Linked DNA regions of Gasterosteus aculeatus: region 1 is linked to region 2. Evidence: chromatin contacts called from public Hi-C data. All regions are on one chromosome and are shown on one strand. The core of a region is the stretch at or near the end of the contact, and the rest is flanking DNA. Distances in the headings are between cores, read along the strand shown.

Region 1 (6,531 bases), core at 1,569-4,068, 49 kb before region 2:
TTCACGTCTCATCATACACTGAGATAGCAACGATACGGGGTAATGACTCAGCTGCAATTTCAACCCTGTTGCCTCTGCTGTAAAAAATGATCACAGCTTATCTCAACGTGGTGCGATGAGCAAATAGATTTATTCTATAGGTGAAAGACATTTTAGATTAACTTTGCATGTGTTTATTATAATTTACATTGTGTCCTGAAAACGCAAGCGTGCTTTTTGTTATCTATTGAAGCATATGGAAATTGATGTAAGGATAATGTGTTACATGTGACATTCAATGCAATGTGAGGCCTTTTGTGAGCCATTTTAATGCATTCAATGCTGTTTTGTATGATCCATTTTTCATTTATATTGAAAGAGTAACATCTTAATTTACTGTAATCAACTGCGTAGTTCATGGAATTGTATTTTCAGTCCCATATAAAGCAAATCAATTTTCTATGAGTCAAATGTTAACATCTTCACATAAATTTACTTGGACAGTCACACATTCACAGCAATTATGCACACTTCTTTTCTTTTTTTTTAAGGAACCAGTGCGTCAGTGAAACTGGGTGGCGGCCTACTTAGACCCGGGCAGGCTAGTGGACAGGCTCTAATGAGAAGCAGGAGTAGTGAGGTGGGAGTGGGACTGGCTGGAGGGAAGGGTCACATGGGGTTAACTATCAAAGATGAGTGCAAACGTATCCCTGTGGAAAAGACTCCGAGGAAAACATCACCCTGCACATGCTAAGCTCCCCAAACTGGGAGTTTCTCAGCTTAATTAATCCAAGACAGAACCTCCCCCTCCGCCCGAACCAAAAATTTGCTTCACTCCAGAAAAGAGCGAATGCTCACACACTTTAATGTCATGGCCACTTAGCTCGTAGATATTTCTTAAGCTACAGTGTTCATTTTTCCTACTTTGATTGTGCCAACGTGGAAACGGGTTGCATTTTAAAGCTTTAAAGGAATTCCATTATTCATAGACTATTCTTCAGTCAGTGAACTTTCGTGCCTTATTTATTTTTTGTACACATACAAGGTTAACCACATAATATGAAAGGAAACGTGTAATTGGAGGCCTCAACGTGATAGGAAATGAAGACGGATGTGAAAGTAAATAATCAGTTTTAAGAAATGGTGGCTGCCACGAAGTTGCCTGGAAGGCTAATTTTGATGATTGAGAAAACCTGTCTACAGTACAGCAATATAGACCAAGTGCACATCCCCAATTTGTCAAATCTAACCCATAAGAATAGTGGAAGACATTTTCATTTTAAGTTTGTTAAATCGACTATTTCCTATTTCTACGCTTTCTAAGGCTGACAGTTTCTTCACCAAAGTGTGAGCTACTGTGTAAATCTTTATCTCAAATACATTCATCCTAAAATCTGAAGTGTATAAATAAGATGAATCATTAGAATTGTTTCTGCAGATCCCGTTTTTTGTGACAAATGTGAACAAAGTTGTCAACTAATTGTCACACACCAAACTAAACAACTGTATGTTTTTAATGATGGGTAATACATTCAGTAGCTACACTCACAGATACTTGCTTAATTTGATCCTTTCTCGCATGTTTGGCTCTTGCTGCAACACTCACAATGAGGACCTTTCGTCACAGTAACACATTAGTTTCATCCTGATTTTCCAGACAAGGATTTCACTGGTAATGGCCTTGTAATGGCCCACAGGTCCTTGGGCATACAGGCTGTAGAGGCTATATTATTGAACAGTCACTTCTTGACTGACAATTTGTGTACATCTTGTACCGTCCGCTCAATCGGCCAAATTGGACACCGGACCGCCAAGAACGAGACTGATGAAAAGGAGGGTAGAGGAGACGTGAGAGGGACAGAATCAGTTCAACCGACGGGACTCCGTCAGCTTTCCCTATCTGGAACCAGCTGGCTTTCAGTTGCCTCGGAGCACACAAACGCTTTCTGTTCAGACACGCAGAATGTTGTTTTGCACCTCCTTTCATATGAAAGAAGTGCAACGCAGGGCAAACAACCATCGTCAAATGATTTGATTTGTAAAAAGATGTAGACAGACGAGATCTCTGTTGTGTTATTCCAATTCTGCCACCCACCGTAAGAACTCTCTAATCATTATAACACTGCTCAGTAATGACAGTTTACCACATTTCTACACGGAAGTACTCCCACATATCTGCCTCAGATTACTTTATTGTTACAGACTGGGGCTTTTCCTGCTGAGATCATTTACTGTTTCAGATTGGTTTCCGCTGAAGTCGGACTGAAATTCAAGCTCCAAGGCATCACGTATTAATCCAGTCTGATCGCTGTTGATGCCGTTTGCTGGAGGATCTTTGTGGCGAACACTAAAGATGGCTGGCACCTGTCTCTGCAGACGCAGCGCTGCAGCGGCACCCCGTGTACTTTGCATAGTTATGTTTTAATTGTATTACAGCCAGCATGGGCTATTAATGTTGTTCTGTTCCAATTGCTTGAGTGACAAAAATATGTCACATTCCCCGTCAGCTCTTGTGTGTGTCTGTTTGCTCAGAGAGAACGTAGAAGTGCTATCCTATTCTGCAAATAGGACTGGATAAAGTGTATAACGTACAGTATATTTTCAGTGTTCATTTTGAATCTTAGCTTCACTTCACAACACATCAGACCAGAATGTGGCGTAAAGGATTAATGGCTGTGTAGCTTCCTCGACTGGCATTGAAGTTGTGTGTCTCTTCTGCATTTTCCCAGACAGTTTGAAGACAAACTGTGGACCAAGAGGACAGAATCCAATGTTCCCAAGGCGAGTTGACGAGAAACGTCAAGAAGAGACATGCACCTTCAAAGGGTGGAAGCCACAGGCGAGGGTTTGTGTACGGCAGCTCTCTGTCAGGGCATGCTGTCTCCTCCGGAGCCTCCAGTTCCACAACACCTGAAGAAGAAGAAAATCAGGCCGTTCTCTCAATCTGAGGGTTGACGCTGAAAGTCCTCTTTGTAACGGGAGTTGTAAAATAATGATAATGTTTCAAAGTCTCATTATTTAACTGCAGTTTAAAGTATGATGAATCTTAAAGCGATGGGATTTGAAATTTCATCTAATGTCTCGTTTACTTTTGTGTAGCGAGTTAATTGAGAAGTTGGATATCATTCTCATCTGTTCTACTAGTCAGTTACATGTAAAGTCAATACACAGCTGGTTAGCTCAGCTTAAACAATTAAAAGAGGGGAACATTTGATATGTACGAGAGACTTCACATTTTGACTCCCAGCTCATTAACTACTGACGCTTGGTCAACGTCCCTCAACCACATGAGAAACTGATTATGTTCTATAAGAAAAGATAATGATTTTATCCAAAACCACAATCTCTCCAAGCCAAACCAAGTATTTGTGTTGTACTAAAAACCAGTTAACCAACACTGGAAGATTGTTATGAAAAGATGCCAGATTCCATTTTAGGAGCGGAAACTGACACGACATGCATGTGTTTATTATAATTTACATTGTGTCCTGAAAACGCAAGCGTGCTTTTTGTTATCTATTGAAGCATATGGAAATTGATGTAAGGATAATGTGTTACATGTGACATTCAATGCAATGTGAGGCCTTTTGTGAGCCATTTTAATGCATTCAATGCTGTTTTGTATGATCCATTTTTCATTTATATTGAAAGAGTAACATCTTAATTTACTGTAATCAACAGCGTAGTTCATGGAATTGTATTTTCAGTCCCATATAAAGCAAATCAATTTTCTATGAGTCAAATGTTCACATCTTCACATAAATTTACTTGGACAGTCACACATTCACAGCAATTATGCACATTTTTTTTTAAGGAACCAGTGCGTCAGTGAAACTGGGTGGCGGCCTACTTAGACCCGGGCAGGCTGACACGACATCCCTGAAACGTCCAAAACGGACCTGCAGTGTCATAGTTTAGACTGACAAATCGCCAGTATTTCACAAGTCGGGAATGAGAACATGTTGAGGGAAACAAAATCTGCATATCAGCGCTTAAAAGATCCTCTGATTTTCTTCCAACTTGTCATGTTTGCAGATAAAACAAGCCACATATATACATATACCATGTTTACATCAATCTATCTGTCCAGAAACAATATGTCATTTAGTGAGACAAAGATTTGGTGGGAGGAAGTTGCAGTAATGATAGAAGAGAGGTATCAATCTCCTCCAAATGATTCCCAATCTCTGGCATTTACTTTCAAACACCGCTGGCTGCTCCCGAGCAGAGCCTGTTAATGGAGCAGCCCAAAGTACGTAAAGCATATAGCATACATTTGGCAAAGACAGAGTTGTACTTATTCTTGTTCAAGGCCCTGCTCAGTGGTTAGCGCTCAACGCCGCGGAGCTGGTCACCTCTCGCTTGTCAGCAGAGGAAGTCAACAGAGAGCCTCCATTGAGGCGGGCACCGCCGGTCTGATGACATGTATGAAGGTGGGGGCGGGGAACATGTGAACTCAGATGCCGCGATACCATTTCAGGAGTTCGGCGGAGTCCGTTCCCCCCCCCGCCCCCCTCCTCAAGGTGGCACACAAGCACAAAGACTTCAAAACTCCTGCAGGAGCCCACTGAGAAGGTCCGACTTCGCCGAGCAGGAGCCATGAGAAACATGAGCCCGGCACAGAGCAGCACGCGCTGCTGGTGTGCACGGCAAAGAGGGGTCCGCCGGCGGGGCCCGAGGGCGGGGCCGAGGCTGGGATTAGGCCAGATATTACTCCTTTCAACAAAAAACGCCACAGTGCACGGCTGTGTCCCGCTCTGGTGGCTCCACTTAGCTGACTGACTGTAGTGTGATCAATATTTACTCATAACGGCCACACCGGGAGGTCACGACCTCTAGGCATTCATGACTGCTTGTGATCTGGAGTTATGGCTCATAGAGAAAAGAAATACTCACTGAACAATCAATGTAATGTATTCAATGACAGCAAATATATAATAGGTATCAATTAGTGATGAAATTTGTTAAAGTTAAATTTCCCAGTGTGAAAAACGTGTTGTACTTGAAGAATTTCCTTCGTCTGTTCAAAGCATCAGTGTATGTGTTGACTTGTGGCACGGCCTTAAAGGTCAGGCTGTCTTTATTGCACCCTACATTTCTATTCTAAATCCATCTTCATTAAACACAAAAGAGGACAATGTCCTTCTTTGGACTCTTAACACTTAACCTCGGCAGGCACAACAATATTGTAAAGTTGCAAATCTCCTTCCAAAATGGCCCCACGGTTAATAATTAAGCCGTGACATTTGGGAGAGACACCAAAAAATCCATATGGTGAAATTTACTAACCTTTTGAAAAGCTAGCAAGCTTTTATCTTGCTCGCGGCTGTTTATCCACAGGTTTATTTGGGCTGTTTTAGTACTTACAATAAAACTGTCAAAAGCACACCAAAAGGCCGGGGTGGTGGACAAAGGATGGTTGTCTGCGGTTAACTGGGAGAGAGCGTGAGGCTAATCAATGCACTCCAAATCAAAGCTCTATTAGAGGAGCGCCGTCTCTGGGGGGTTGGACAGAACGACACAACTGACAGATGATATTCATATGTAACTTTATGGATTATAATTGTCGTGATGAACTGATAATCACGTTGGTTCTCGCTACAATGAAAGAGGTCACACCAGGGCAGAGCAGCGCCGACCCCTGTCTTCTGAAAACACTGATTATCAAGTTAGAACGGGTCATGCGAGAGGTCAAATGTGGCCCGGTGGTCATTATATGATCTCCGTGCAATAGCGTGTCACCATACTGATTTACAGTTCTATAAAGATCTCTGGGAATCACTAAATTGGATGTAATTTATATAAACACACAAAAGGTACAACTTTTAAGCTGAAGGTCAGAGGTCAAGCTTTGTTATTGGAGCAAATGTCTGTCGTGTATGTGGTTGATGGCCTCCAGAAAGCCTCTTGCTGGAGTCATTGGGATGTATAAAAAAGGGTTCGGTTAGGCCCTCGCTGGCTGTTGACTTTCAGATTTACTGTCCACGCTCTCCTCCGAGCGCACACTGCGAGTGATTCACTGAGCCTCTCAGGTGAGTTCTGTGGAAAACATCCGGGGCTCAAAGGTTCGGGGGCTGGGGGCTCACCTTCTGCTGCTCCGCGTCCCGCTTCCACGGGCAATGTTTTTAAGACGTGTGCGAGCCAGAGGAGACGGCCTCCTCTCCTCCACCACTTCAGACGGAAACAAAACGACTTACTGTGAATTCAAAACTTTAACAAGCGTTCAGATTGCACTGATAAAATGTCTCTTTTATATACAAAAATGTTTTGGGGAAGAGGAGTAACGTGCGTAAAAAGGGGATCTTTATTGACACGATTAGATCGGTAATCTGAACTGAGTTGCGCGCTCTCCTCCAACTCTCGCGGTTAATATGATTGGTGCCTTTATCCGCTTCGGTGACAGATTTAATTCTGCGCTCCGGTTTGACGTGCAACACACACTGACGAACTAAAGTTATCTCAGGCAATGCCTCTCATTTCCTAGAACTTAATTTAAGACAAGGAATAATTATGCAGCAACGTAACGAGGTATCTGTTGAATACACATGTCAG
Region 2 (6,291 bases), core at 2,089-4,588:
CCTTCTCTTTGCCGGACAGTCTCAGCTTGCAGCCCTCTGAGCCGCGACGCCGTGGCTCTGCTCTGGTATCCCGTAGTTACTGCTATGAATTTTCCATTGTTATCAGGCGACTACACCGGTGTCACAAAGCTGGATGAATAGCACGCATGGCAATAGATGTAACCCTTTGTTGCTTGCAAGGTATCTAGCAGAGAGCGATAATGTCCTGGTAATCGAAGTAGAATTGTTAAAAAGGCCGCACACAAAAAGCTGAAAATGTAGTGACAAGCATGAAAAGCGCTCATGCGATGAGAAAACACGGGGGCACCCCGGGGTCCTCACAGGCCAGACAGCCACCCTCAACATTGTTCTTACTTAGCCTCCATATTTGTGTCACTAAATCTGGCTTTGCTGCTGATTTTAGGTGATCATTTTATAATTCAATTTACTAATTTATCCTTCTCCATGGCTAATGGCTGCCATGTACTTTCTGCCACAGGCCGAATATAAAATGTCAAAATGTATCGTAATTACCTATAAAGCAAAAAGCACAAGGGGGCAATTCCTGCATTATTGCAATGCATCTATAATTTTTGGAATTATTATTTTAGGGTCTGTAATATTAATAGTTATGCTTACTATTTATTATGTTTGGAGTTTCACACAATATATTTTTAACACACTACATTTTAAAATGAACAATCTGGATTTAATTACACAAGTCTGCTGTTTTAATCAAACTACAGCATTTTAAACCAAAATAAGTTTCTTACTTTTTTTAAACAGTTAAACTTAACACACTTTAATTTAACACTAAATTATTCATATATTTAAAAGTGTGGGTTTGTGTATAGTCAAGCGTGTGCAAATGCTTAAATGCTTAACGTGTAACCACAAAATCTACCTTGGGGCATGTATCCTACAGGTGCGTTTAACTGGTATAAAAAGCTTGTTTTCCATTCAGCCGTTAAATTATTGCCATGTCGCATATACCGCATGCAAAAACACGTCATATCCAATACAAATGAAAATTAAATAAAATAAAAATAGAGTTAAATGAAAATAAAAACGTGATTGACTCCGAACATGAAATATGTTTGAACAAAATTTGAAAATATAACATTTAAGAGAATTCGAGGCATCAGACTGACAAAAAAAGGCGAATTTGGGCCGATCGGAAAATAAATCCAAAGTGCGTTGTGAACTTCTAAAGAAACTCACAGATATTATGTTTTCCTTCATTTTAATAATCTAAAGCGGCCGATTGGGATGTAAAAATGCTCTACGATGCAACCAGGAAATACCTGACAGAGAAAGGGATGAGGAAGCAGAAAGACTCTTCACATTCTCGGGCCTCCGTCGGATCGCACATTTTTGAAAAAGAAACGCGCTCGTTCCGCACACACGACCGTGGAAACAGCGTAAGAAAGCCGAGCATATGACAATAACACAGCGGTGTGTTACTGCAACACACGTTTCCACATCTCACGGTTTATTCAAAAATGTTTAAGCGAAGTTTAAAAAAAAAAAAGATCAGATTTAATCCTTGTGGTAAAATACGGCCGCCAGAAAGTGGTTTAAACTGCGTCCATGCAATGCTGTCTAACGTGTATTAGGTTAAATCTTTCTATAATTCCAGTTAGAACTTTAGCTGACCCGCTGTATCCCTGCGCAGCGGGGCCTCCCAGACCCAAAACCAGAACCACCATGGTGTCTTCTTTTAATTGTTTTCCCTCCTCCATTTTTTTTTTTTTTAACGCAGAAAGATTTATTAAAAAGCAGCGCAGATGTCTCGTTGGGGTCGTGCTTACTGTTGGTAGTCGTGTTTGCAGTACAGTTTCCTCTCCCTGAAGTAGCAGCTGGTGGTGAGCGGCTGCTGACACACGGTGCATTGCAAACACTCCTCGTGCCACGAGGAGTCGTTGACTCGCATGAGGAAGCGGTCGGAGATGGGACGCTGGCATCCTTCACACACGGACGGGTGGTGACAGTCGCTCCCTGCGAAACAAACGGCACACGAGTTGTTGGAGGCACGTCAGAATTTTTTTTTTTAAACCCGGATTAATGACTCTAAAGGTGTGACGGGCTGATTACATTTATTTGCTGTATTTTTATTTTATTTTAAATTTCATTTTAAATTTAATTTTAAAGGATGGAATGTTTTTCTCCCCAATAAGGCCTGTAGATGACATCACTCAAACAGCCATGTCGGGAGGGGGGGGGGGGGGGGGGGGTCTTACATGATTGGTTTCTGTCTCAGTAGCAAATAAAACTACATTTTACATCGTTACCAGTAATTTGTTTTAAATCCATTTCGAATGCAATATGAACGTGTGACGATCCCAAGCAAAGGCGCAGTGGCCATGAACAGTCGCCTCCTGGCATCCAGATGGGGAAATAAGTTGTGTATGACCTGCGCGTGCACAGTTCGTTCACAGTGGTTGAAGAAGAAGAGGAGGAAGAAGAAGAAGACTCACCGAGCATGACCCCGAGCATGGCTTGTCCCGATCGCAGGGGATGGTCTTCCATTTTTATGCCGTCCAGCATGATGCACGTCTCGGACTGTCCCGCCGCGGAGAGGCGCTCCAGTGACACGAGACCTGTTGCAATATCCATAAGAACACGGTCAAACTTCTGATCAGGAAGCGATCCCGGGGCGCACGCGCGGCTGTCTGGAAGGCTGAAAGCTGTCGGAGCCGCGCGGGCACGCAGCCTGCAGCTCGCACGAGGAAAACTAAAAAAAAAAAAAGAAAAATTAAAAAAAGAAAAAAAGGAAAAAAAAAGAAATGCAAAAACAACAAAAAGAAAAACAAAGCTCGACGGTGATGCTCGCGATAGTTTAAAAGGCAGAGAGGCAAGTGTAAAAAGCGGCTCCACGTCTCTCCGGGGTGTCACGGGCAATAACAATCAACAACAAAACGCTCTCGAACAGTCACCTGTTAGGATCAGAAAAGCACTGAGGAGCCTTTATCTTCTTCTCGTCCTCGAGCCGACGGGACAAAGCTGGCAAAACTTCTTCGCGGAATAACAGTTTTGTTAAAGCTCGCGTGTGTGTGTGTGTGAGCGTCTCTGTGTGTGTGTGTGTGTGTGTGTGTGTGTGTGTGTGTGTGTGTGTGAGGAGGGGGGGGGGAGACGGGGGGAGCGGAGGGTAAGGGGGGGTGGGGGGGGGAGTCAGCAACACAACTTGACAACAAATCCAAAAATAGCAGCGTGTATGTATGTAGATGTCCCGGCAGTAACTGCGTGGAAGTAGCAGAGGCGCTCGGCTGCTTGTGTCCCGGCCGCTGCACACAGTCTCACACCGAGATCGGAGCGAGTGGATCCTCCCACTGCCACTGCGTGCATGGATGCACTTCTCTTTTTTTTTCCCCCCTTCTTTTTCATTCCTCCATTCACTGCCGCTGGGATGCTATTGGAGAGGAGTACAGTCTTCGGTCCAATAACAACACACACACACGCGCGCGCGCGCGCGAACACATGGAAGAAGAGCAGAGAGAAAAGTGGTGTTTTACAGAGGCCGGATTTTGCACGGAAGCAACAATGTGTCATAATAGCAATGATAACAATATCATTAATACTGTTGGAATCATATGAACACTAACACTAACTTCATCATTGTGCGTGTTATGTCCCGGTATTATATTCTATAATGTGACGTCACCATCAAACCATAACTGCGACATCTGGAAGTAAAGACATTCTTTATTCCTCATGGATTGATATCTGTATTTCTGTCAGGATGTGAGAAGTAGCGATCAGCATCACGTGCCTTTTCTTGCCCCTTTGTGTATTGTTTCCCGTCGGGGCCGCTGTCTCCTTTCAGCTGATGCACCTGGCGATCAGCGTCGATAACAGCGACAAACCGAGCTCTCCATCTGCGGGCCACGGAGAAGCGCCGGGAATAATGCTACACACAATCATAATAATCATTATAATGGTAGGCCAGGTAATAACATGCATAATAATACAAGCCTGTCCTGTATTTATTTTTGCAGAAATAACGGCTATACATGTTATGTAAAATATCTTACTCTCACTAGTTAAAAATTCCCAAACAAGTAAATGCGCGTTATTTAAAAATGACACGCATGCCTAATAATTACCGAGACGTCAGTGCGTGCGTTTTAAGGTGCTAGGTGCTGCACTGAGGCCTGTCTGACATGACAGGGCTGCACGAGAGGCTCATCGTGATCCAGCCCCGGACACGGACACCGGCAGGGCGATGCGCCGGGGACCGGACACAAGGAGACGCACAGCGGCGCAGACAAGCCAACGCAAGCATTCGTTTTCATCTTGATACTAACAGAAAAAATAACCGCCTGCTGCTTTATTCACGAGGGGATTCAGAGTTAACGGACACCACGGTAATACTATGTATCATAACTGGTTGAGACCATCTTGTGATAATTACTTGAGAGGAATAAAGGAAGGAAGGAAGGAAGGAAGGGAGCACATTTCAGTGCACATCTCCTCGGAGCCTTTCCCTCCCCATGGCAAAGGCCCGGCTGCTGCTCGTGGATGTCCTGCGTGGAGCATCGAGCGATGACCTGTAGCCCGGATGAGACGCGTGGCCCTCTGCCGTTCACCGGAGGTATCCCAAGCCCATCACAGGAGCCTGCAACCGAACCCACTTCCACCCACTGCCACAGTGCTTAACATTAGGAAACGGACACTTTTAAGTTTCTATTGTTCGTTAAAGGAGACGTTCAGTACACTTACTGTGTGGGAATCAGGTCCGTATACCTGCCAGTCATGACGTCATCCACCCTTGGCTGGCTTAGCTGTGTTTTTTTCTGTTGGGTGTTTTTCTTCTGTTTGCAGCTTGGGGTCAATTACCTCCACCTCACACGCACGATTATCTTACCACTAAGAAGCATTACGTGCCGTATAATCAATACATTTAAAAAAAAACATATAGTCTAATATATCACGTCTAACGCCCCCCCCTCCCCCTTCCCGTTCGTCCATTCAGCAGTTAGCCTATTGGCCAGGTCACTTGTGTTCACGAGGACATCAAACATTCATTCAATAAATCAATCTGCCAATTTTTTAGCCCGGCGGTGTTTTAATGAGCCTCTACATGACAAGCCCCCCTCCTCCCCCCCTCTTCTGCCGCTGTGAGGCAGGAAGAAGAAGAGGGGGGGGGGGGTACCCCCCCGTTGCAGCAGGTGTGCAGTACAGAAAGCAATGGTCTCCTTAAGTTAAGCAATTCCCTTTAAAGTAAGCAGAACTGTTGCATCCATCGGAAAGGTAAGAGAGCGACACAATGCGCCATTCTAGTGGCGCACATTCCTGCGGGCTGCTGGGATTTCGATCCGTTTTCAGCGTGAGGGTATAATGACGGAGTATGAAAATAAATTAGGTTCGAATACAGACGAGTGGCAAATTATTTCAGGAAAAGATAGAATTCAGATTTTTTTTTTAACTACATAGAATCGAAACGTTTGAAAAAAAGCGAAAACACGCGAACAGGTTTGCCCAAGAAATTAAGATTTTTCAGATTTTTTACACAAGAAAAGAGGAAGTTTGCGTTAAAGTGCGTGTAGAAAACGAAATATTCATCCCTATTATGTCAGTACCTTTAAAAAACAACATGTCTTTATTCATAAATTAATGTTCTCCTGTTCTGATAAGAACTATGGAACAAAACGGATTATTTGAGCAAATTATTTCAGGACTTTAATCTAATCCCAGCAAAGGCCTCAATCGAATCAAAATCTATGTGTAAACACATTGACCATCATCGGCTTTAATTACATCTTCATCCATCCGGAGAATAACCCTCACATCTCACACCGAGTCCGGCCTCAAACGCGCCCGCAGCTTTGCGCAATGTTTTGCAAAGAATCTCAGAAAATAATAATCCTCGACGCTCAAGTTATAACATATCAAAATATGAATACGCAGACAGTAGTAAAAGCTGCATCTACGTCATCATCGGTTGTTTTTGTTGTTGTTGCTTGAGAGCTCATCCCTCCAAAAAAACGCGCAAAGATTACAAAAGGTTAGAACAGTTGAAAACCTCAAAGAAAAAAAACCCAGCAAACCAAAGACATAATGGCTCCCTAAATTGCATGGCTAGAGGACTTTGATAGTCAACTCACTTTGATCTTTTAATGAGCGTTTCCAAACTTCACATGATGCTTTTTTTTTTTTTTTAAAGGACAAATGAAAGGAAAAAGCAAAACTGGCTCCTTTAATTTGTTTGCCGAGGTGCACTTGAGCATCTTAGAGACAGACGGAGAGTGTGCAGCAGTTTTCTCCTGCGTGATGCATCTAAGGAACCGGGGGAAATGTAGTTTGTCGCTAACG

The links. Hi-C and Micro-C count contacts between places; a contact is called where the count stands out from the background.
Region 1: a contact with region 2 is called in a Hi-C map of whole body, with 7 times the contacts expected there. The contact joins the enhancer-like site here to the promoter of lmx1bb in region 2. A contact is called at or near these places in 6 of 6 Hi-C or Micro-C datasets (blood and trunk muscle, liver, skeletal muscle and 2 more).

Annotation. Positions count from the first base shown.
Region 1 is chr13:15,546,213-15,552,743 of fGasAcu3.hap1.1, reverse strand. No RefSeq gene overlaps it. Among protein-coding and RNA genes, the nearest start is that of zbtb34, 17 kb to the left of the region's middle. Within about 2 kb of position 2,818, at least 1 of the 9 cell types and tissues checked has open chromatin away from gene starts, as enhancers often do.
Region 2 is chr13:15,497,495-15,503,785 of fGasAcu3.hap1.1, reverse strand. It overlaps lmx1bb (LIM homeobox transcription factor 1, beta b), which reads right to left and starts at 3,338. Exons shown (of 9, transcript XM_040196132.2): 1 at 2,916-3,338; 2 at 2,457-2,579; 3 at 1,791-1,977. The coding sequence starts at 2,526.